3 separate regions of the Mus musculus genome follow, and all the other regions are linked to region 2. The links are chromatin contacts, called in public HiChIP or PLAC-seq and promoter capture Hi-C maps. All regions are on one chromosome and are shown on one strand. The core of a region is the stretch at or near the end of the contact, and the rest is flanking DNA. Distances in the headings are between cores, read along the strand shown. Region 1 has its middle 200 kb from the start of Gm31711. Region 2 holds the start of Inhba (inhibin beta-A). Region 3 has its middle 55 kb from the start of Gm31711.

What was found. Promoter capture Hi-C pulls out the DNA fragments that hold promoters and counts their contacts. HiChIP or PLAC-seq counts read pairs in DNA pulled down with a chosen protein or histone mark.
Region 1: an H3K27ac HiChIP or PLAC-seq map of bone marrow-derived dendritic cells shows a contact between it and region 2, with 4 times the contacts expected there. The contact joins the enhancer-like site here to the promoter of Inhba in region 2. A contact is called at or near these places in 14 of 39 promoter capture datasets (the 3T3-L1 cell line, the HPC-7 cell line, HPC-7-derived erythroid cells and 9 more), 2 of 15 datasets of contacts at CTCF or cohesin (large pre-B cells and pro-B cells), 30 of 484 Hi-C or Micro-C datasets (the 63-12 cell line, B cells, ECoMG-derived neutrophils and 21 more), 9 of 115 datasets of contacts at active chromatin or transcription factors (the NIH/3T3 cell line, bone marrow-derived dendritic cells, bone marrow-derived macrophages and 6 more) and 1 of 9 other capture datasets (macrophages).
Region 3: a contact with region 2 is called in a promoter capture Hi-C map of liver. The contact joins the enhancer-like site here to the promoter of Inhba in region 2. A contact is called at or near these places in 10 of 39 promoter capture datasets (the 3T3-L1 cell line, 3T3-L1-derived adipocytes, cranial neural crest and 5 more), 3 of 15 datasets of contacts at CTCF or cohesin (the NIH/3T3 cell line, large pre-B cells and pro-B cells), 3 of 484 Hi-C or Micro-C datasets (large pre-B cells, liver and macrophages), 7 of 115 datasets of contacts at active chromatin or transcription factors (the NIH/3T3 cell line, astrocytes, bone marrow-derived macrophages and 4 more) and 2 of 9 other capture datasets (embryonic stem cells and pancreatic islet).

What each region holds. Positions count from the first base shown.
Region 1 is chr13:16,463,562-16,467,279 of GRCm38.p6, forward strand. No RefSeq gene overlaps it. Among named protein-coding and RNA genes, the nearest start is that of Gm31711, 200 kb to the left of the region's middle. Within about 2 kb of position 1,965, at least 7 of the 459 cell types and tissues checked have an H3K27ac peak or open chromatin away from gene starts, as enhancers often do. A contact at or near this core is called in bone marrow-derived dendritic cells, where this site is marked.
Region 2 is chr13:16,010,005-16,013,958 of GRCm38.p6, forward strand. It overlaps Inhba (inhibin beta-A), which reads left to right and starts at 1,847. Exons shown (of 5, transcript NM_008380.2): 1 at 1,847-2,086; 2 at 2,196-2,382. It also overlaps the pseudogene B230303A05Rik.
Region 3 is chr13:16,314,379-16,318,665 of GRCm38.p6, forward strand. No RefSeq gene overlaps it. Among named protein-coding and RNA genes, the nearest start is that of Gm31711, 55 kb to the left of the region's middle. Within about 2 kb of position 1,488, at least 21 of the 459 cell types and tissues checked have an H3K27ac peak or open chromatin away from gene starts, as enhancers often do. A contact at or near this core is called in liver, where this site is marked.

The DNA.
Region 1 (3,718 bases), core at 715-3,214, 450 kb after region 2:
GCCTGTCAAGTAAGACAGTAGGATATAAAATGGAGCATTAATAAAAATTAAGTTTTCTACTCAGCAAGGATAACATTTAGCTATGTTACAACTAAAGAGAAACAGTCTAGTTAGAAGACAAGTTTTCATATAGTAAATAGATTACCCATTGCACTATTCCACATCCCACCCCACCCTGCACCACTCCAAAATGTAGATTTTACCCTGTAAACCGGTTATTAAATTGACATATCTGCAACACTTTTCAAAGCTATGGAGATAGGGAATAAGTAAAGAAGTGGGTAGTTAAGCTTAGGAGATGGCTCAATGGAAGAGATACTCTCCATGCAAACAAGCATAAGGACCAAGTTTAAATCCCCAGTGCCCAGACAAGCTCCCACAAACATGCTGACATACATGCAAGCATGCATGTGCACACACACACATACACATACATACATACATGCAAAAGAAAGAAAGAGAGAGAGGGGGGAGAAGAAAAGAAACAAAGAAGCAAGGATGAAACATATAGTACAAACAAACACATCTTCAATAAATGGTGCTGGTCTAACTGTCTGTATGTAGAAAAATGGAAATAGAGCCATATTTGTCACCTTGCACAAAGCTCAAGTCCAAGTGGATCAAGGACCTCAACATAAAACCAGATACACTGAATCAAATCGAAGTGAAAATGGGAAAGAGCCTTGAAGAACCTTACAAAATAAAAATGGCTCCTGTAATCATATCTATGTGTTGAGGAGTTACATAGATGAGTACCTAACCAGGAGCCAGGTGAGGATTTGAACATTACAGGCTACTTCAAAATAGAACTGTTCTTGTTTTTCAGTTTGTGCTTAGAGTCCCTGGACATGAACATTGGAGAAGGCAGTATGGTAGTATCCTGGTAAGATGCAGAGTCTGATTCTGTGTATTTCAGGTAGAGCCTAAGAATTTGCATCTTCAACCAGCTACCAGGTGATGCCTCTGCTGGTGGCACTGGATCACATTGAGAAGCAAAGACGGAGCCTACAATCCTGGCTTACTACTGTTTTTGCAGTCTCTTCTAGAATTTTCCAACAAAGCTCCAATTATCAAATAAAATTTTTTGCAAATATAACATGGCCTAATGTTAGTAATGCTAAAACTGAGGTAACAAATACCCTCCATTTATTTTCTCATACCTATACAATTAGGACCCTCAAACATAAGTGAAATTTGAACATGTGAATTAAATTTTTATCAATAATTTTATAGTTTGTAAGCCTTATGAAATTCATATTCTATTCAATTTTCTTTCCTTTCTTTTATTTTTTCTAGGTATCTTTTTCAAAAAACAGAAAATTTACTCAGGTTTATAGCTTTGCCCTTCTGATTTCTAAATTTAGCTGCCAGTTTTAGAAAAATTTGCATACTCTTGAATAAATGCCACTGAAAGGAGAAAGAAGTTTAGAAAGACTACTTATATGCAGATACCTCCTAAAGTGCCCTGTGAATAGCTTTTATTAAGCAAGATTAAAATTGCTCATTATCCCAAAATAACTCTTGTGCATGTGATGTTATAAGAAAAAAGAGCATACTCCATAATCAGTTTGACATTTTTGGAATTTCGAAAGGTAATTAGTCTCTCCTTGGGAAAAAAAAAATCACTATTGTGTGCATTTCCAGGGACTATAGCCCTTCTTTTCATAGCTTTTTTTCCTTCCTCTGGTTCATCTCTGAAATGACTGATGTTAGTCATGTATATGCAGAGATGCCTTTAATGGGGGTAACTTTCCAGATGAAAGATCAAGGATGGGGACTTAGGCAATATCTGAAAAGGGTTCTTCACTGGATTACCTCAATCTGTCATAAGAGTTTTCTCAGAACACCTTTTGCAGTCTAAAACCGTGTGTGCTGAGTATAAGCACAGGTCTTTCCAGTCAGACAATGCTGAGATCAGATCTGATCCTTGACAACTCTGTGTCCTCAGACAGGCTTTGACTCTTGAGTTTCAGTTCTCTCTTCTGGTTAGCTGAGGGGAACATAGGTTTTAGTGTAACCTTGGAGTTCTCTATAGATGTTCTCAGATACATTTCAAACTAATAGTAATGCAAACTCTAATGTGGTTATTAGCAAGATTCCTGGAACACAGACTTAAAAATCTCAGAGAGATAGGAATAGTGCTTGTGGTAAGAAAGAACTAGTTACTACATACGCAGGCTTTGCCCTGCGGTACATAGGAATTAATCAATAAGTAAGAAGCTCCGTTACTCATTTTGCTCATCTTGTGAGAATGAAGTGCAAATCTGCCTAAAAAGTTGGTAGTAGTCAAAAAGTCTTAAGGATGGAATTCTACATGGTCTTGCTAGTGATTAATCCAAAAATCCTTGGGATTTTCCCAAGGACAGCAAGTAGGAAGTATTCTTTAGCTAGAGAAAGTCTGTACTCACAGTCTGAGTCAAATCTATACAGGAACCTTGATTCATGAAACAACCCCCTTGGCTCTACTCTGTGTCTACTGAAGATGAGCCATGAAATGCCTGCCCAGGCTTGACTAGAAGAACAGTCAGGGAAGAAAAAAAAATCAATTATTTAGATCGTAACCTATGTATTCCTTTCACTAAATGGCATAATATTAATTATTTTATTATCTTTAAATAATTTTTAAATCACACTTTAAAAATAACTGTCTACAAACTTTCTATTTCTGGCCCTGTAGGTAGGAGGTCCCTAACTTTTGTGAGTTTGACACACATACCTATAATCTTAGCAGCTGGGACTTAGAAGCAGGAGAATATACAGTGCAGGGTATGCCTCAACTGCCGAGTAAGTCCAAGCACATGTAGTACATGTATATCTGTCTCAAAATAAAATTACAGAGCTATGGCACAACTATGAAAGGTATCACTATGTGGACGGATATGCGACAAAGAGAATTACAAGAGAAAGCAATTGTATTATAAACGGTTTATTTGAAGAAATAATGAAGATGCTCAAAGACAGAAAGAAAAAAGAAAGAGAGAGTGGGGGATGAAAAACCCTGCAGCCAGGCATATCATTCCTAAACTAAACAAAATCAAAGGAAAAAAATCTTAAAATAGGCTTCATAGGATTGGAGAGATTCTTCCCTATGGACAAAAATAAGAATTAATCTTACTTTTCCTTAGAAACCAAATAAAAAAGAAGTAAGTAATTAGAACACTGATTGATGAGATACAAATAGCAGAAAGACCCTGGTTTTCCATGTCCTGTGAAAAGATATGAGTCATCTTTGCAAACTAAAAGGATGAAATGCTACCAGTAGGTCTGACTTACAGAAATAGTAAAAGAAATAAAAAAGAAAAAGTGGTTTAACAAGAAAATCAAGAAGAGGGAAGACCAATGGGTGGATACTTCCTTCCTCCTTAGAATAGGGAACAAAATACCCATAAAAGGAGTTATAGAGACAGAGTTTGGAGCAAAGACAAAAGGATGGACCATCCAGAGACTACCCCACCCAGGGATTCATCCCATAATCAGCCACCAAACCCAGACACTATTGCATATGCCAGCAAGATTTTGATGAAGGGACTCTGGTATAGCTGTCTCATATGAGTCTATACCAGTGCCTGACAAATGCAGAAGTGGATGCTCACAGTCATCTATAAGATGGAACACAGGGCCCCCAGTGGAGAAACTAGAGAAAGCACCCAAGGAGATGAAGGGGTCTGCAACCCTATAGGTGTAACAACAATATAAACTAACCAGTACCCCCAGAGCT
Region 2 (3,954 bases), core at 597-3,096:
GGGATTGCAAGGCTGCTATTTGTTGCCTGATATGAGTTTCTACTCATTGGGTACCATGCATGCATGAGGAAGCAGGGTCACTTCAATCACTAATACTTTGCATAATTGGATTCTTTTCCAGTGTTATAGTCTGGGTTTCCAAGTTCTCTTGCAGCACAGATGGAAAGGGAATTGGGTGAAATCTTAAAATCATGACTCTAACTCAGGGCTTCTCACTGTATAATCATTGCTAATTTTTCTAGCGTGGGCACCATCCTGTGCTGTGCATTGTAGGAGAGCTCTTAGCATTGGCCTCTGTTCAGTAGATGCCAGTGGCACCTCCTTCCTGGTTATGACAGCTGAACGCATTGTCAGATGTCCCGGAGAGAGAAACCAGTTCAGCTGAGAACCGCTGTTCTGGAGTGAACAACAACGCTTTACTTACGGAATTTTTCCTTCTTTTTCTTTTCCCATTTTTTAACTGTAGCATCTGGGGCCACTGTTCAGATGACAGTCTTCAATATCCTGAAGGCAGGTCCTCATAGACAGCATGAGGCCTGAAGGGATACTCAGGTGGTTCTGAGAAAAAATGTGAGTCTTAGGAATCAGGGAGTTTGGGGTTAACCGTCTCTTATTTGTTGTTTTGGATACAGTTCAGAGCAATGTGAATGCCCCCCTTTCCAGTTCGGTTTTGAACTATTCATTCTTGTTCTAGCTTAGAAGCACACAGCCCCCTAGTTGGATTTTTGACTGCAAAGTGCCGCTCCATCTCTGGCCCAAATCCTGGTATCTAACATTTGGCCCAAACTAGTTGCAGGCTGTGGCCTGTAGGAAACAGACAGGTTTGCCAACCCCATACTCTACCAAAGCCGTTTGATGGGATGGTTAGACAGGGACTTCCACAGTTTACTGCAGCAAATATCATTCAGAGTCCTGCCCATGTTTTCTGGATGTTGTGCTGTCTCTTGTGGGGGAGAGGGTAACCCTAACCAAGGAGGCCAGGTCTTCCCCCCCCCCCCACCACCCCTTAAGCCCAGAACAACACGTAGCTGATGAGAACACCTCAAAGGTTCTTTTCATTTTTATAGTCACGTTTCATGTTTACTTTCCCAGCAAGGCAGGCAGAAATCATGAATTTTTTTTTTTGAAACAGATTTTTCATAGGAAGGAACCAAACACCCTGAGTTATCAGCAGCTTGTCTGTGCCTCTGAACCACCAGCCTCCTGTCATTCAGTTGAATCAGAGGACACTTGTCAGTCACCTGCTTAAGGTGTCCACATTCTCTGGCTTGCATGTTTCACTGAATCACAGGATCTGTGAGCAGCAGCTAACCACAGAGTCAGAGTCGTGGAAAACGGCTTCCTTTCCAAGCCTGTCTCCTTGCTTCAGGGATAGTGAGGGAAGAGCGATTAATAGCCTGCATGAAAGCTTAAGGACATACGGTTTGCTTGAGAGGAAAAGTGAATATTCTCACGACTTGATCTCTGCCAACTTTATATGGGCCCAGCTGCTGCACAGGGCAAACACACTAGTCCAGAGTTAGCTATGCCCCTAAGATGTGTGTCACCACAAGCCACCGGCCAGCACTGAAACGCAGGTTTCCCTCATCCACACAAAGGAGCTCTATCCTCAAAGGAACTTTGTTTCTTGACCAGCTCACTAATTGTGATTGAAAACACCAGCTCCCCAGCAATGCTCACGCATCCGAGTTAGCAGAAACAAGACAGGCCCTAATTGCTCCATTTACATAAAAGTAGAAACATACAACTTCTAAATATAAATCTCTGGCACATCTCTTCTTTTGCAATTACAGTAAAATAAGGTACCAGTTTCCCTCCGGGCTCCTCCTCACAGCAAGCTGCTCCCGGGGTTCGCTAGTGGCTGCTCCTCCAGGCAGCACCGGGCCAGCGTGGAGTTGGAGCTTTGTGAAGTAGCCAGTAAATCAGAACGCCTCCGCTAGGTGCAGAGCGCGGTGGCAGCGGGCCACTCTGCCAGTGCGGTAGTCGGTGGGACCGAACTCTACACTCGGGAAGGGGCAGTCTGCGGGTGCGGGGCCTGAGCTGCCGCTCGCCTCCGTTGGCCAGGAGACCGGCAGCCCCACTGCAGGTCCTGGTCCCTGACATTCCCTGGCACCGAGGGCTGGGATCAGAGATTCCCGGCTGCACTCACTGAACAGTGATTTTTTTTTTTTCTTTCCCCTCCCTGAATTCTTTAGCTGCCAAAAGGGGGGGAAAAATCAAGAGCTGCGCTTTTAAACGAAGTTGCCCTTGCTGGTGTTCAGGGTAAAAATAGAGGCGGCCGCTTGGACCAGCTTGGCCCCTGAGTCCAGGCGTCCCGCGAGCCGGGCTGGAGCTGCGCATTCGGGAGTGATCCCTGGAAACTGCCAGCAGGTGCTGCTCAAGGTACGGTGGCAAGCTGAAAAGGGACAGGGCCTGGGTGCAGGGAGTCTCCGCGGGAGGGGCAGGAAGTGAAAGAGAAACCAACCCCGCTCAGAGCTGCGCTGACCAGCGCACGCCCTGGGCCCTGGAATTCAGCTGGGAAACGCTGATCCTCAGCCCAGAATATTCCACAGAAGCATTTTAACCTACCTGCTTCCTCCACCACCCCCACCTGGATTTCCATGGAGGAGAGGAGGCTTTCCCAAAGTGGTTCCAGCTCTGAGGTTGGGGGAGATTCAGCTACGTCATAGCTGCTAGACTGGCTTAGCAGGTTGGCACTTTCAGGGTGTCAAAGGCCAACAGGGTCTCAGAGTGACCCTGTGTGAGGCGGCCCCTGCAGTCAGGGTCTTGAACATTCTTATGACACACATGCTTAAGAAACTACAGGGATGCTCCGAAATAACATTCTTTTGTGACCACTGAGTTTTGATCCTGAAATTATACATCCCACTTTATAGATGGAAACACTGAGGCTTGAGTTTAAATTAGGAGGGCGCCCCGGAGCTGGGGTCTGATTCGGGCACTTTTCTGTGCCAAGCCAGTCTACAATCTACATTCGGGTGCAAGTGGGACTTTCCCTGAAGTTATGTGTGAGGCAAGAAATGAGTTTAGATGCTCAGGGATTCTTATCAAACAGCATGGAAGTGCCTCTCTTCCAAAGGTTTATGTTCACCCCGGGGTTGGGGTTGGAATGGAAATGACTATCACTGATTATCTTTCTGTCTTTGCCACCCATATTCCTGTCATTTTCCCCTGCAACTTTATTTCCTACTTCAGTTCTCTTATGCGGATCTTAGAATACTCCTTCCCCTTGCCCCTCCCCTTCCCCCACATATAGCTAGCATCCACACTTTGAAAGCCCTCAAGAGAGACCCTTTCACAGACAGCTCCTGGTGTCATAAAGAAACCTTCCCCACTTCACATCAGGAGACCAGAGCCTCTACAGTTTGCTTATGGGCACAGTGAAAAGTTTATTTTATGCATCTTAAATCCGGCACACGAAACAACATATCTGGTCATATGGCTTTCATTAGTCCCCAGTTTTGCACGTTTTATCCAACTTGTCATAAGAACCTGGTCAGTGCCTTAGCTGTACTTCGCCCCGAGAACAACAGCCCTTCTTCACTGTGCTTATCGGGGCATTCGTCTCTCTCTATGTTATCTCCCTGCCAGTGTGACCCAGGCAAAAGAAAACCCAAACCTAACTTTACTTCTATTTTAAGGAGAGTTCACTTCTTTTCATTAAACTCATATTTATAGTGTTTACAAATGATTGGACTTGAAGTTCTAGCTTTTAAAGAAAAGATGCAGGTGTGTGTGTGTGTGTGTGTGTGTGTGTGTGTGTGTGTTACTGTTGTTTTTGCTAGTTAGGATGGGACTCATCTAGGCAGGATACTTATGAAGTTCACTTGCAAAGGAAGACCATTTCCCAAGTCCGAGGTGATAAATGATGTATGAAGCAGGCATTCAATTTCAAGGTGTAAATTAATAGTGTGAGTCAAAGCAGGGAGACCATCACCACATGGACATACAGAT
Region 3 (4,287 bases), core at 238-2,737, 300 kb after region 2:
TCTATACTGGAGGGCTCACTTTCCTTCAAACCACCAGAGAAGGGACTCATATCACAGCATAGGCAGGTAAGTATCAATGCCTCATCTGGGAGATAGGTGCCTGTAACACAGGGTTCCCCAATATCAGGACAAAGCTTGCCTGCCCTGGACACCCACAGGGAAAAATGCAACTTGATATTTAAGTGAAAAAGGTTGCATTAAAAAAAAAATCTCACAACAGCCCCTACTAAAAGAAAATATGTGTGAATGAGCTGAAGGGCACATGGATAAAATTTCCACTAAAATATACATCATTTAGACTGTGGGGGGTAGTGTTCTTGGAAAACCATGTTCCAAGTTTTACCAAACCTAAACTTTGGGGAACAAAAAAAAAAAAAAAAAAAAAACAGTTTCAGAGTGTTGACAACCAATAACACAGTGAAGCTCACTGTCGGAATACAATTTGAGTGTGGTTAGCTGACAGTTTGGAAAGCCTGTGGTATGGCCTCTGATGAGTCAGCAGTTCTGGCCACCTACAGTTTGAGTGTATTCTGACTGCAGTTTAAGCACAAGACCAGAAAGAGTGGAGATGGAACAGGAGGAAGTGAGCTTCATAATCCCATTGACATTGACGCAGTCCTCTACAAACAGAACTTTAGTTCTTCTAATATATAATAGTTAGTAGATCTATTTGAAATGTACTACATGCTGGTATCCAGTGGTACTTATTACACAGTAGAGGGACAAGAGTTCTGAGAAACCTTGCCTTTGAGAACCCTATAGCTCACAACTGAAAGAAGGCTTGTGCAGGTGAAGGTGAATGGCTACATGCAGCATCTCTGGTGGTAGTGGGAGCAGAAAAGAGGTTCTTGCATATGCCTGCCTGCCCTCGAAGTTCAGTCCTCCTATACAAAATGCTTAAAGGTATGAGTGAAACTGATGAGACAAATTTAGCATAGATTCTTCAAGGCAAATTAAGCATAGGTCCTCACTAGGTTTGATTTGTTTGTTTGTTTGTTTTTTGTTTGTTTGTTTTTTCGCATCAGGGTTTCTCTGTGTAGCCCTAGTTGTCCTGTAACTCACTCTGTAGACCAGGCTGGCCTAGAACTCAGCAGTCTGCCTGCCTCTGCCTCCCAAGTGCTGGGATTAAAGGTGTGCGCCACCACTGCCCCCTCACTAGTTTTTGAATCTACACATCTGGCAAAGAAAGTTTAATCCATGGGTTTCTAAATCATTTATCCTTATGCATCCTAATGTGTTAAATAAAGTTCAAGAAAACTTTCCCTTTCCTTCCTCTCTTCCCCTCCCTTCCTCCTCTGCTTTCTTCTTTTCTTCTTCCTTCTTTCTAAATCTACCCCCCTTTTGAAATCTCTCCCTGTAAATCTCTCAAAATCTCTCTTCTTCTTTCTCTCTGTCAATAAGAACTTTATTGAGCTAAGTACAAGGCTCTCTAAGAGCAAAGGAGTGATGAAAGCCGAGCGTTGTGAATCCCTGAAACTCAAATGGCCTTTGAGTTTGACAACCCTGGACCAAACCCAAACAGGGCATGATTAGTGCAATCTCTTGCCTCTTATCTAGGTTATGGCCATTCATCAAAAACTACTTCCAGGAGGTATTTGGATTATATGTATTCCTATTAAACCTTCTTTGAGTTGCCATATAATGCAATGGTCCAAAGGCTAGGGATCCAAAATGGTAGTTTAGTCTGGAGACATCAATCAGAACTGTTTGAAAATTGGAAAACTGGTCTTTCCTTGCTTGTAAATGTTGTTCCTAATGCCCCCAAACAACTGTTAAAAATGTTCTTTGGGATTTGACTAAGATTCCTGGGGATTTAAGGTACCGGCTGCCAGATTGTTAAAATGCATTAATGTTTACAGTGATTATGATTATGAGATCTAATAATAAATACTCGCACATGCTGGAACACAGCCCAAATCCCACTGTTTCACAAGAAAGTCTCAGCATAAAGCCACAGTTCCTGAGAAAGCTCCATACAGGAGATTCTGAGAGCATCTAGGCCCACAGATTAGCCTGCCAGCAGGCCAATCAGGTTCTCTCCAGACCTCAAATGCTTTATAAAATAAGACAAGAAAAATATCCATTTTAACTGCATCTTTTCATTTCTACTAATTTGGATAAGCTGGATGTATGAAAGCAATGTGTTTCAGATTCCAAGAAACATCTTACAAGTTATAGAAGTAGTTGCAGTCAGAAGTGACTCCCAAGTGCTACTGCCCAGGACACAATTCGCTCCCGTGTGCCATTTTGACCTTAAACACAACCCTGAGGCCACTGAGGCCACTCTCACCACCCTTTCATCTATCCAAGGATGTGGAGCTCATGCACTCAAAGGATCTTGGCTCCAATGAGGTCCAGGTCAAGGTCTGATTCATTGTGGGCCAGATACCTCTCCTGAGCTGCCAGATCACTTCCTAGGATTGAGTCAAAGTCCAAAGAAGCCAAGTTCTTCCAACTACACAGAATGCAGTTCTAGGAATACTTATTCAACAGTACTGTTATGGGCAGTATGAGCAGTATGCCAAGTCCAATATCCTCCCTGGACTTTACAACATAGTGATCCTCTGTGCACACATAAAGGATGCTGATTGCTCTATTTCTAGCAGAAATCACACACACACACACACACACACACACACACACACACACACACACATACTTGCATGCACACATACCACACATATGTAAACACACACAGAAATAGACACACCACACATACATGCATACACATGCACAAACACAAATATGCATAAACACTCACAAACACACACACACTAGAACAAACAAACAAACAAACAGCACCACTAAAATAGAATTTTACACATTTTGGTGACATACTTAATACTCAGGTACTAGTCAGTCATTGTACCATTTTCTCTTCCTAGTCAGGAAAAGGCTTTAAAATGTCTCTTATAAGGGCAATGATAAGGACATTGAAAATCATCTGACAGTAGGAAAACAGTTTAGAGACAAAAGAGGTTAAAACTCAAAAGTCCTTTAAAAAAAAGTGAAAAAAAAAAATCCTGAGAAACTGCTGAACTTTTAGAGCTCTGGAAATCTCAGGAGTATTGAGTGTCTCTTTTATAGGAGAAAGGACCAATCTGTACCCCACGCTAATACCGTGGGCTGCAGAAGGCAAATGTTTACAAACTGTGCTGGATTGTTTAATCCAAAACCTTTCCCTCCTGTCTCAGGATTGTATGTCTACATGAAGTTCAAAAGGCTTTTAAAGATAAGGTGGGCCAGCAAGCACCCAGAGAGCCAATGAGAGAGCTGTTTGCTTGTCAACCTGATATGGCCTGATTTTACTGATAGCCAATCCACAGTTTGAAAAGTGATGAAAGAAATTCTAGTAGGGGAAAATGTCAGAGTGATCCCTGAAAAAGACCACTGGCAGAAGCCAGAGGGAGCCGCAGAAGAACAAAACCTGCACTGTGACTCTTCATAGACCAGTGAGCGGCTGCACGTTGAGTTCAGAACTGGGGGATTCTGATAGTATAGTCTGAGCAGAGGGGTGAAGCCTCTCACCTTCCTAGTTTTCTTTTTTGGTGTGAGGAATGGATTCATGAGTCCTTTCTGATTTGCATAGCTGTCAAATGACATATTTCTTCATATTTCCTTTAGTGAGATTTTTTTTGGAAGGAGGTAAAATACCTTATATTATTTGAAGTTTTCATGGCTTTAGGATGGTGTAATTAATCTACAGTTGATTGTTCAAATTTCTAAAAATGAGCAGGTCTAAGATGAGGTAGCTCAGTGGTAGAGTGCTTACTTAGCTCATTGCTCAGCTTCCATCACTAGCCATTGGTTCCCTAGTAAGGATCCCAGCCCCACGAACCCCTCCACCATCCATGACTGTGCCTGTACCTGTGAGTGAGGCTGATGTGAGGTCATTACAGCAACCTCCATGCTCCATGAAATAGATTACAGGAAAATCCAGCTGTATTATTTTATTTTTGTCAAGACTAAACAATTTTCATTAAAAACAAAAAGGCCAAGAGAAAAGAAAATCCAAATGGGATAAAAAACAAAATCCAGAAACTTATTGAAGAGAAGATAAATAAATAAAACTTTGCCACAGCAAAGGAGCTCCTGTCCACATTTGAGGAAATGATCCATTGATTCTAAGTCCATATTTAAACAGTAAGTATTTTTTTTTCTTATTGCCTAGAATGAGGGTGTATATCTGTAATTATAACAATCTGGAGTCTGAGACAGAGGAAAGTGAATACAAGCTAAGTCTGGGTAACACAGTGAAACAGTCTCAAAGGGCAACAAAATTGTTGC